Linked DNA regions of Sus scrofa: region 1 is linked to region 2. A link is a contact called in public HiChIP or PLAC-seq data. All regions are on one chromosome and are shown on one strand. Each heading gives the region's core, a stretch centred on a gene start, on an enhancer-like site or on the middle of the called end of the contact. The rest is flanking DNA. Distances are from core to core; before and after follow the strand shown.

Region 1 (6,344 bases), core at 1,937-4,436, 130 kb before region 2:
GGCTGGTGTAAGGTGGTACCGCATAGTGGTTTTGATATTGCATTTCTTTTAATAATGATTGATGTTGAACGTCTTTTCATGTGTTTTTTGGCCATCTGTATGTCTTCTTTGGAAAATTGTCTGTTTAGATCTTCTGATGGGGTTGTTTTTTTGGTATTGAGCTGCAGAAGGTGTTTATAAATTTTGGAGATTAATTCCTTGTCAGTTGCTTCATTTGCAAATATGTTCTCCCATTCTGTGGGTTGTCTTTTCGTTTTGTTTACGGTTTCCTTTGCTGTGCAGAAACTTTTAAGTTTAATTAGGTCCAATTTTAATTTTTGTTTTTACCGTCATTACTCTGAGAGGTGGATCTGAGAAGATATTGCTGTCATTTATGTCAGAGAGTGTTTGGCCCATGTTTTCCTCTAAGAGTTTTATAGTGTCTGGTCTTATATATGGGTCTTTGGTTCTTGTTTTTTAAATCTAGTCAGCTAGTCTATGTCTTCTTTTTTTTTTTTTAATCGTTTTTCTTTTTTTCTTTTTAGAGCCACACCTGTAGCATATGGAAGTTCCCAGGCTAGGGATCAAATTGGAGCTGCAGCTGCCAGCCTACACCACAGCCACAGCAATGCCAGATCCAAGCTGCATCTGTGACCTACACCACAGCTCATGGCAATGCTGGATCCTTAACCCACTGAGCAAGGCCAGGGATCAAACCTGCCTCCTCATGGATGCTAGTCAGATTCATTTCCACTGAGCCATGACAGGAACTCCACTTTTTGGTTTTTTAAAATTATATTTGTGGGAGAACTTGAGCTCCATATTCTATTCCTCTGCCATCTTGATTCCACTGTTTTACTTTTTTAGGGCTGCACTTGTGGCATATGGAAGCTCCCAGGCTAGGGGTCCAATCAGAGCTGCAGCAGCTGGCCTATGCTACACCAACAGCAATGCTGGATACTTAGCCCACTACGCAAGGCCAGGGATCAAACCTGCATCCTCATGGATACTTAGTTGGGTTCATTCCTGCTGAGCCACAATGGGAACTCCTTGATTCCACTGTTTTCGTTCAGAAGTCAGTAAACTTTGGCTCATGAGCCAAATCCAACCAGTTGTCTGTTTTTGTAAATAAGATTTATATCTTATATGCACATATTTATTATATATACACACACACATATATATGTCAATACGTATATTACATCTATGTGTGATACACACACACACACATAGATTCCTGCCCCAAAGAGGTCCATCTAGATGACAAGCAACCCAGCTGAGGACTTCTTCCTCTTGTCTCTTCATCTCTATGTGAGCAAGAGCCACACACTTGGCTGCAAGAAAGTCATGGTCAGTTGCAAAGGAAAGAGAAGAGCCATATAACATTGCATTCATCACTGCAGTGGAGTGTCTACAAATTGCCCCCCTCTACTCCCAAATTACTGCAGTTTAAATAAATTGCAAACTATAAAAAGCAGTAAACTCTGCTTTGCATTGGACCCTGGATGAAACCGAAACTAAATTGGACCTAATAAACTTTAGCAATGTAAAAAGCTCTTGAACCTGGAGACAGGAACCTGATTTTGTGAAATCTTTTTCTTTTGAAATCGCTATAGATTCACAGAAAGCCGCAAAGATAGTACAAAGAGGGCCCAACTTCTTTTGACCCATTTTCTCCCAATGGTTACATCTTACGCAAAATCAGGAAAATCAGGCAACTGACATTGGTGCAACGTGTGTGTATAGCTCTATGTCATTTCATTGCCTGTGTGGATTCGTGTAACCATCTCTCATAGGGAGAGAGTAGGATAAATAAATAGTTCAGAAATCCCAGTAAGGGATTAAAGACAGAAAGGGAATTTTAAGGGAGTTCCTAAGTTAATGACCACTCAAGAAAAGATTCTAGTAACCTATCAACAGTCTACTCTACCCTGAAGGAAGACCAGATGCATTTAAGTGCCAGGCATGCTCAAGCCACAGGTCCTGATAGTTAAAACCCAAGACAGGGAGTTTCCATCGTGGCGCAGTGGTTAATGAATCTGACTAGGAACCACGAGGTTGTGGGTTCGATCCCTGGCCTTGCTCAGTGGGTTAAGGATCCGGCATTGCTGTGAGCTATGGTGTGGGTTGCAGACGCGGCTCAGATCCTGAGTTGCTGTGGCTCTGGTGTAGGCCAGTGGCTATAGCTCCGCTTAGACCCCTAGCCTGGGAACCTCCATATGCCACGGGAGCAGCTCAAGAAAAGGCAAAAAGACAAAAAAAAACACCCCAAAAAACCAAAAAAACAAAACAAAACAAAATCACAAAGGCAATACATAGGGGGTCTGAGTCTTGTTTCATGAGGTCAGGGAGTTAATGGTCCTTGAAGAGGAGCATTTCCGCCTGTAGCCAAGACAGGAATATAGGTGAAGGGTTCCTGTTGTGGCTCAGCAGCTTAAGGACCCAATGTTGTCTCTGTGAGGATGAGGGTTTGATTCCTGGCCTTGCTCAGTGGGTTAATGATCTGGTGTTGCCTTAAGCTGTGGCATAGGTTGCAGATGTGGCCCAGATCAGCTGCTGTTGTGGCTGTGGCGTAGCCCTCAGATGCAGCTCCGATTTGACCCCTAGCCTGGGAAAGCCCATATGCCGCAGGTATAGCCTTAAAAGGGAGGAAAGAAGGAGTCGGGGAGGAAGAGGAAGAAGATGAAGGAGAAGGAGAAAAGGGAAAGAAACTAGGGGAAAGGGGACATTATACCAAAGCTTGAGATGAATGATCATATTGTAGTAATATGTCACCGCCCTTTTGCAAAAATACACGATTTTTTTTACATATATTCTTCCTTTATTGAATAGATGCATTCAACCCAATTGATATTCGAACCATCTCTTTTCTTCTCTCTCTCTCTTTTTTTTCTTTTTGCCTTTTCTAGGGTCGCTTCCCGCGGCCACAGCAACACCAGATCCAAGCCGCGTCTGCGACCCACACCACAGCTCATGGCAACGCCGGATCCTTAACCCACTGAGCAAGGCCAGGGATCGAACCCGCCACCTCATGGTTCCTAGTCGGATTCCTTAACCGCTGAGCCAAGACGGGAACTCCTCTTCTCCTTTTTAAAAAGTTTTATTGAGGTATAGTTAATTTACAAGGTTGTGATAATTTCTGCTGTAAAATACATATGATTCAAATAACCCCATGACCATCCCAATTAGACCATATAGGCTCAAAGGAGGAACTAAAGATGCAAGCCTTGATGTGTTAATGTCTACCCCAAAATGAGGAAGAAGGTGGTCCTCTCCCTTCCCCATTTTTTTCTTTGGTTATAAAAAATGTAGCCCTCTTTGTTCTCAAGGCTGTGCTCCCCCCTGCCTGCCCACTTGTATCGCTCACAAGAGTCCTATGTCAACAAGCTCATTCTTTACTGCTTTATTTTACACTGAATTCTTTCTGCAAAAAGACGGAAGAACCTAAGGAATTCCCTGGTGGCCCAACAGATTAAAGATCTGGCATTGTCACTGCAGTGGCTCGGGTCATGGCTGTAGCAAGAGTTCAACCCCCGACCCCAGGAACTTCCGCATGCCACGAGTGCAACCAAAAAAAACCCCAAAAAAACCTGACCTTCAGAAAGTCCTGACACCAGGTGAGCAGTTTTCAATTAAAAGACAGTTCGAACTTCTTGGAACTTGTGATAGAACACGATAGAAGAGGGAGTTCCTGTCGTGGCGCAGTGGTTAACAAATCCGACTAGGAACCATGAGGTTGCGGGTTCGATCCCTGGCCTTGCTCAGTGGGTTAAGGATCCGGCGTTGCCATGAGCTGTGGTGTAGGTCGAATATGCGGCGTGGATCCCGCGTTGCTGTGGTTCTGGCATAGGCTGGCGGCTACAGCTCCGGTTGGACCCCTAGCCTGGGAACCTCCATATGCCGCGGGTGTGGCCCTAGGCACAAAGACAAAAAAAAAAAAAAAAAGAACATGATAGAAGATAATATGAGAAAAAGAATATGTGTGTGTATATATATATATATATATATATATATATGTATACATACACAATTGAGTTGCTTTGCAGTAGAGCAGAAATTGACAGAATATTGTAAATCAACTATGATAATAATAATAGTAGTAATAATTAAAGATTTCCTGTTGTGGAGTTCCTGTCGTGGCGCAGTGGTTAACGAATCCAACCAGGAACCATGAGGTTGCAGGTTCGATCCCTGGCCTTGCTCAGTGGGTTAAGGATCCAGCATTGCCGTGAGCTGTGGTGTAGGTTGCAGACACGGCTTGGATCCTGTGTTGCTGTGGCTGTGGCGTAGGCTGGTAGCTACAGCTCTGTTTAGACCCCTGGCCTGGGAACCTCCATATGCCGAGGGAGTGGCCCTAGAAAAGGCAAAAAGACAAAAAATAAAAAGATTTCCTGTTGTGGCTCAGCAGGTTAAGACCCTGACATACTGTCCATGAAGTATGTGGATTCTACCCCTGGCCTTTCTCAGTGGGTTAAGGATCCAGTGTTGCTGCAAACTGTGGTGTAGTTCACAGATGTAGCTTGGACCTGGCATTGCTGTGGCTGTGGTATCAGCCAGCAGCTGCAGCTCCAATTCGACCCTTAGCCTGGGAACGTCCATATGCTACCGTTGCGGCCCTAAAAAGAAAAAAAAAAGAAGAATCATGGGAGTATTTTCTTTTTTTCTTTTAGGGCCACACCTGCAGCATATGGAGGTTCCCAGGCTAGGGGTCGAATCAGAACTGCAGCTGCTGGCCGACACCACAGCCACAGCAATGCAGGATCTGAGCCACATCTCTGACCTTCACCACAGCTTGTTGGCAATGCTGGATCCTAAACCCATGAGTGAGGCCAGGGATCGAACCCGCAGCCTCACAGACCCTATGTCATGTCCTTAACTGCTGAGACACAATGGGAACGCCAAGAATCATGGGAGTATTTAAAAAAAAAAAAAAAAAAAAGACAATGGCTTCACGTCCCCTTCTAAGTCATGGGTTGTGGGTGCAAGTCCTATTCTGAGCTTTGGCTGGGTTCGTGTCTATCCAAGGAGTGGCGTTTCACCATATAATCACCGTGCAGAACTGTTCCATCACCACAAAGATCCCCTCCTGCGCCTCCTTCGTTGTCACCCCATCCCTGCTTCCCATCGCTTCTAACCCTTGGCCCTCAATAAATATCTCTTCATCTCTTTGAGGAGACCAAGGTTTTGTTTTGTTTTGTTGCTGAGCACTCCCACAGCATACGGATGTTCCCAGGCCAGGGGCCAGGGATCAGATCCAAGCCGCATCTGCCACCTACACTACAGCTGCAGCAACGCCAGATCTGTAGCCCTCTGTGCCACAGTAGGAACTCCTTGAGGAGACTGAGTTTTTTTTAGTTTTTATTTATTTATTTTCTGTCTTTGTAGGGCCACACCTGCCCTAAACCTGGAGGTTCCCAGGCCAGGGGTCCAATCAGAGCTGTTACCACCAGCCTACGGGCACAGCCACAGCAACACAGGATCCAAGCTAGTCTGAAACCTACACCACAGCTCATGACAATGCTGGATCCCCAACCCAATGAGCGATGCCAGGGATCGAACCCGAAACCTTATGGTTCCTAGTTGGATTCATTTCCACTGCACCATGACAGGAACTCCGAGACTGAGGTTTTTTTTTTTTTTTTTTTTCCTTTGGTCCTTTTTAGGGCTGCACCCGTGGCATATGAAGGTTCCCAGGCTAGGGGTCTAATCGGAACTGTAGCCACCAGCCTATGCCGGAGCCACATCAATGCCAGATCTGAGCCTCGTCTGTGACCTACACCACAGCTCATGGTAACGCTGGATCCTCAACCCACTGAGCAAGACCAGGAATCAAACCTGCAACCTCATGGTTCCTAGTCAGATTCGTTTCCACTGCGCCACAAGGGGAACTCCTGACACTTGCGTTTTAAATCCAATTTCTGACCCTGCCAGCTGTGTGGCCTCGGATAAGTCACTTCTCTTTACTGGATTTTGGTCATCGCATCTATAAGACAACGTTGAACTATATCAGCATTTTTCTCAAATTTCTACAGGGATTATGAGAAAGAAAACAGTGTTTTATGATGAAATAAACTGGGGTCATTCTGCTTTGGATAATGATAAGGTGGCCTATTTGCTGTGAATTCTCAACGCCTATATATGTTAAAGTGAGGAGTTCCTGTTGTGGCTCAGTGGTTAATGAACCCGACTAGCATCCATGAAGCCATGGGTTTGATCCCTGGCCTTGCTCAGTGGGTTAAGGATCTGGTGTTGCCGTGAGCTGTGGTATAGGTCGCAGAGGCAGCTCGGATCCCAAGTTGCTGTGGCTGTGGTGTGGGCCAGTGGCTACAGCTTCAATTAGACCCCTAGCCTGGAAACCTCCAGAT
Region 2 (6,118 bases), core at 3,489-5,988:
ATGGAACCCGCAACCCCATGATTCCTAGTTGGATTCGTTAACCACTGAGCCACAATGGGAACTCCAGCCACATCCTCTTGCAGGTGAAGAAACTGAGGCCAGAGAGGATCACAGGAATTATGTGGCAGAATGCAGCCTGGAACCCAAGGGTCAGACTCAACAGCAAAGTGTGGTTGTGTGTGTGTGTGTTAAGTTGCTTCTCAAACCCTTTCCACCAGGGTGGCAGAAGATCCCTGAAGTCTGGCTAGGTCCCCACTCCTGTCCCGCATTAAACGCTTTCATGGAGATCAGAAAATGAGAAAGCGAAGCCAGGACAGGACAGGACCAGCACCCAGCCAGCCCAGGACTGGAGCTCACAGGCCAAGGGTAGCCCATGCTTCCAGAGGAATCTAGTTGGGTCTATGCTACCCTTGGAGGTTGGGGGGGGTCAAGCTTTATAGTCCAAGGGAGCATCCTTCTGGCCCCCAGATTTCCCCTACTCACTCAGAGGTAGCCAAGTCTCTCTTCAGCCTGTGGAAAAGCAAAGGAGGTGATTAACTATTATCCATAACCCCCTCCTGGGGCCAGGCCAGGCCAGGCCAGGCCCCCCTCCCCCCCAACTCCTTCCCTGGCCAAGGACTCCGCTCCCTGAAGGGTGGGGGTCCCCACAAAGCACAAGTGCCACAGGGGGTCCCATGGATGTGAGCACCAGCCCCAGTGCCCTCCCTGCCCTCCGCGCCCCACACTCACCGTCCCTCCCGCCGGCAGCACATGACGTAGGCCAGCAGCAGGGTGAGCAGCAGGGCCACCAGCAGGGGCACCAGGAGGGTGACCAAGGCATCCGTCAAGAAGTCTCGGGCTGTGGCCTCGGTGGGTGGGCAGAAAAATGGGTCGTGTTCCAGGATCCCATCGCCCGGAGTAGGCACCTCATCTGCGGGCTCTGGCACTGACTTGTCCACCTGCTCAGAGAGCCCAGGCTGACTCAGGAGCAGATGGCTAGACATAGACCGCCCCCCCCAGGGCACCCGGGCAGGAACTCTGAGGCCACTGTCCTCTGTGCAACCACGGGGATGCCTCCTGCCTGCTCATGGGATGGACCAGGACGTGCACTGGACTAGGAGTCAGGAAAGAAATTCTGAGAGAGGCAGGACTGTCCAATGGTTAGAGCTTGGCTCTCTGGTCTGACTTCCTGAGTTTGAATCCTGTTTGGGACAAATGCTGTGCTGCAATGACTTACCTCTAGGTGCCTCTGTTTCCTCACTGTAAAGTTGAGATGTTACTAGCAGTACCTGTCTCCTGGGTGATTTTGAGGCTAAACATGTTGATTGTATAGAACCTGGCCCATAGCAAGTGCTCAAGAATGTTGATTACCAGTTCCTGGCTGTGCTGTCGGTCAAGTCACAGGAAGGGGTCCCAGCCCTGGGAAGAGGATCTCGAGGAACCCTAGACACCTCTGCTCAATATCCCACAGAGCAGTAGGGAGCGTCTTTGGTTTATAATACAGGAGTGAGAGCTATCTGTTCCTCACTGCAGGCCGATTTGCTAAGTGACACCTTAGTGGAAAACAGAGCTGTCACATGGAGGCCCTCGGTGAAGAAGGGGGTTTGGAACCCCCTTGCCAGAGTGATTGTTGTAGCTGTTGGGTTGGGCAGAGCAGGGACTCGGAGTGGAGATTCCTTGTCTGGATTATGGACTCTGTTGCCCTCTTGTGGCAGAAGGTAGAACTTCAGTGCGTGCATGTGGGTGGGGGCGGTGTGGGTGTGGGTGTGGGTGGGTGGGTGTTTGTGTGTACAGATAACTGGAGAAACAGGGAGAGATGGGATGGGAAGATGGGGGATGAAGGAGACCATGACGGGGGCTTTGCCCCTCCCCCACCCTGCCCCCGGCCCCTCCTCACCAAGGACACATTGCACCAGTCAACTCGGAAGTGAGGTGCCAAGGTGTCATAGCAGGACAGCAGTGGAGGCTGGCCCTGAGCACAGCGAGCCTGGCTGTCGGGGGATGCCACCATCTTCAGGCAGGTGGAGAAGGGTGAGGCAGAACCCACCTTGATGTATACGCTGGGCACAGACAGAAGCCACCATCAGCAAACTATCAGTAAGTACTAGGATTTGGGGTCATGGCCACCCTGAGATCTGGGGTTATGGTGAGAGTACACAAGGCACCCCAGGTTTCTGGGGGTGACCATTGATGGGTGGATCTTTCATGTCCTTATGGGCACCAGGAAGTACAGAATTCAGGGTGACTAGGATTTGGGTCCAGGAAGGGCAAGAAGGAGCAGAGCCGGCAACCAGAAGGCGGTGGACAGTGATGTGACACTGTCACTGTCACATCAGGTAAAGATGGGCACGGTGAGGGTGCAAAGAGATGGGTAAAGCCCCACCCAGAAATTAGAGAGACCCACATTTCGCCTATCACCCAGGCAGAAGGCCACCTGCCCCCTCCTCCTCCAGGAAGCCCTCCCTGGTCGCATGCCTACCCTTCCTTTCGACCTTCAATAGGCAGGGGGACTCGGCCCCCTCGGTCCAAGGCAGAAGTGATATTGATCAGCTGGAGATCCCCCGGCTCCCAGAGCCCCCCGAGGGCTGTGAGGAAAAGGCTGGCAGGTGTCGAGGGCAGCACCTCCTCCACGTCATGGCTGCGCACCAGGAACTCAGCCTGGTATGGGAGCAGGGGGCCTGGGAGGGCCAGGTGGGCACCTCAGGCTGTGCCCAGCCCCCAGCCCTGCCTGGATCATTCCCAAGCATCCCCCCACCCAAGCTCCCCCCACCCAAGCTCCACCATCCATGCTCCCCGCACCCAAGTTCCCCCCACCCAAGCTCCTCCCACCCAAGCATCTCCCCAGATCTCAGCTCCCTTCCTTCTTCTTAATACCCCACATAGCAGACCCTTCCTCCACCCTTGCCCCACACCCACGCCCCAACGACTTGCCCAAAGCCTCCTCTTAGTGTATCAGCAGAGCAGCGAAGACTACAGCTGCAGTCTCAGCAGGATGCCCAGCTCCCTACTACTCCCAGGTATCCCCTCTTCCAAGGGAGAGTCCCCAAGACTGGCATTGGTAGGGTAGGGGTGAGGCTGGTGGTACCTTCTGGGTCTGCAATCAACAGCACCAGCCTCTGCCGGGTGGTGTCAAAACTGTCCCGGTTGTAGGCTGTGACCTGGAGGATGGGGAGAGAGAGGGCTGAGCACCCAGTTACAGGCATGGGATTTATGTAAATGAGGGTACGCAGCTTCCTGCTGCCGGCCACTCCCTGGGGCCCCTGCTGATACCTCAATGACCTGGTGTCCGCGATCCTCTGGGGTGGCAGTGCCATAGAGGAAGCCAGGGTGGTGGGGGCTGCGCTGGGTGTAGCGGAGCCACCGGGGCAGGTCTGGGTGTCCCTGGAGGTGGGCGTGGTAGGTGACAGGGACAGCTGGTGGAAGGGAGGAGAGGGGCTTGGAGACACGACAGGAAGCTTTCGGAAGCCTTCACCTGCACCCCCCACCAGCCCACCCAGTGCGCCCCCAGGCCCCTCTTACCAACGTGCTCAGGAAGCTGCAGGAAAGCATCATGGTCCAGGGTGTATACAAACACGCGGCCCACGAGTGGGTGCAGGGTGGTCTGCTGGATCTCGGTGCCCCCCAGCCCTGCCAGGAGACCTGTGGGGACCCACACCCCCAAACACACAGACCAGCCTCAGTCCTGGCCAAGGAATAAGCTTCCCCTTTTCACCCAGTCCCTGGTGGCCCTAAGGGACCAGAGAGACGTGTGCGAGGAGGGGGACAGCTTTGCTGGCTCCCAGGAAGGATGGGGTGGGGCCCTGGCCGAGCCACACACTTTAACCAGCGAAGAAACCCAGGCTTTAGTTTGGTTTGGATTCATGGAAGCCCCCTCACTCTTCATGTTAGGCTCCCATTGGGAGTCACAGTGGCTGGCTGGGAGGGGTGTGTGTGTGCGTGTGCATGTGTGTGTGTGTGTCTACACATGCGTGCATGTTAAGAGCACTTGGAGGAGTTCCTGGCTCAGTGGAAACGAATTTGACTAGTATCCATGAAGATGCCGCTTTGATCCCCGGCCTCGCTCAGTGGGTTAAGGATCCGGCGTTGCCATGAGCTGTGGTGTAAGCGGCAGCTGTAGCTCCGATTCGACCCCTAGCCTGGGAACCTCCATATGCTGTGGGTGCAGCCCTAAAAAAAATAATTTAAAAAAAAAAATTAGGAAAAAAAAGCACTTGGAAAAGAATGCCAAGCTGACTGTCTGGGCGCCTGGAGGGGTGGGAGGAAGAGAGGGAAGAACCCCTTGGAGGAGGCAGGTGGCCATTCTGGGGTTCCCACCCCCCTCCTTTAATAGCCGGGGGGAACAGGGCCTCCACTGGAGGCCACTAAGAGCTGAGCGAAGAGGATCCCGAGCCCCAGGGAGAGGACCTGCCCCAGCGGCCCCCGCACCCTCCCAGAGCCAGATTTAGCCTGGACTCAGAAAGAAGCCAGCCCAGCCAGCGCATTAAAGGGCCCACGACACTCTGGACCTGTGTGGTTAGGCCCGGCCTGGCCCAGGACACCCCACCCCTCCCAGGTCCCAGCTCCCCGTTCCCTGGAGCCCCCACCAGCTGTGGCATTCACACCCCAGAGTCCTTCTGCTCCTGCCTTGCCCTGACCCCCAAGCCCTCCCCTGAGGAACCTCTCACCCCCTCAACCTGGGCCTCTCCCCTGAAGAAGCCCCCAACTTGCCCACGAGGAGAGAAATCCAGATCAGCGTTGCTGCCATGGCCGCCCCAGGCTGGCCCTGCCCTGTGAGTGACAGAGACAGGAGCAGGGAGGAGGGCGGAGGGAGGAACGGGAAAGTGGCCCAGAGCAGCTGGGCCCGGCTTCAGCCCGTGGGGCCCTCCCCACCCCTTCCCAGAGTAGGCACTAAATCTAAGGCAGACACCTCCTCACATGACAAGGAGCTCCCGTCGTGGCTCAGTGGTTAACGAATCCGACTAGGAACCATGAGGTTGCGGATTCGATCCCTGGCCTCGCTCAGTGGGTTGAGGACCCGCCGTTGCCGTGAGCTGTGGTGTGGGTCACAGACGCGGCTTGGATTTGGAGTTGCTGTGGCTGTGGTGTAGGCCGGCAGCTACAGCTCCAATTCGACCTCTAGCCTGGAACCTCCATATGCCGAGGGAGCGGCCCTAGAAGAGGCAAAAAGACAAAACAAAAAACAAACAAACAAAAAAAGACAAGGTCCCTCCAATCCTCCCCTCCTCGGGGCCAGAGTATATTTTCTAAACCTCCAACCTGATGGCCTTGATCCCCCCCTTAGAACCCTAAGGGCTCCCACTGCTCTGAGTTTCCCAGCTGCTGGTGGCTTTCAGGCCCTGTCTGTTCTTGGCCATCCTATCTAGAATCCCCTTCCCTTCTTTCTTTCTTTCTTTTTTTTTTTTTTTTTTTTGTCTTTTTGCCTTTTCTAGGGCCGCTTCCCGCAGCATATGGAGGTTCCCAGGCTAGGGGTCGAATTGGAGCTGTAGCCACTGGCCTACACCACAGCTCACAGCAACACCGGATCCTTCACCCACTGAGCAAGGCCAGGGGTCAAACCCGCAACCTCATGGTTCCTAGTCGGATTCATTAACCACTGAGCCATGACGGGAACTCCCCCTTCCCTTCTTTCTAACCCCGCCCCCAACACACACACACACACACACACACACACACACACACACACACACACTACCCCAGGCTTCTGCCCAGCTCACTCTGGCACCCCACAACCTGATAAGCTCCCCTGAGTCCACATGCCTTTGCATATGCTATTCCCTCTGCCCCAAATTCCCTTCCTGCCCTCATCCAACCAGCAAACTTCTGCTCACCTCTCAAGACTCAGCAGGGGCATCCTCTCTTTTTCTGTGCTCCCTCCTTCCCTAGGCCAAGCTGGGGCTCCCTCAGCCCCATGCACAGCCCAACCACACAGAGTTGCAGACAGATTGGGATCTTATAATCTTTGCATCCCTGGGGCTGGCCCAGGGCCCAGCAACTGGTAGGTGTAGAGGGTGAAGTGACAGCTTCATGAATAGTACATGAGGGTGCCTGTTCACCCAGCCCTGTCCTCAGATAAGGTCCCCCCCCACTCCCCAGCATACGCCCCAGGTCTAGGAAGAGAGAAAGCCCTGGAGGGGACAAG

The links. HiChIP or PLAC-seq counts read pairs in DNA pulled down with a chosen protein or histone mark.
Region 1: a contact with region 2 is called in an H3K27ac HiChIP or PLAC-seq map of alveolar macrophages. The contact joins the enhancer-like site here to the promoter of SGCA in region 2. A contact is called at or near these places in 5 of 47 Hi-C or Micro-C datasets (alveolar macrophages, embryonic fibroblasts, epiblast stem cells and 2 more) and 1 of 2 datasets of contacts at active chromatin or transcription factors (alveolar macrophages).

What each region holds. Positions count from the first base shown.
Region 1 is chr12:26,478,648-26,484,991 of Sscrofa11.1, reverse strand. No RefSeq gene overlaps it. Among named protein-coding and RNA genes, the nearest start is that of TMEM92, 15 kb to the right of the region's middle. Within about 2 kb of position 3,186, at least 1 of the 83 cell types and tissues checked has an H3K27ac peak or open chromatin away from gene starts, as enhancers often do. A contact at or near this core is called in alveolar macrophages, where this site is marked.
Region 2 is chr12:26,355,414-26,361,531 of Sscrofa11.1, reverse strand. It overlaps SGCA (sarcoglycan alpha), which reads right to left and starts at 4,738. Exons shown (of 10, transcript NM_001144122.1): 1 at 4,687-4,738; 2 at 3,499-3,618; 3 at 3,250-3,392; 4 at 3,065-3,137; 5 at 2,459-2,657; 6 at 1,877-2,039; 7 at 730-938; 8 at 484-510. The coding sequence starts at 4,723.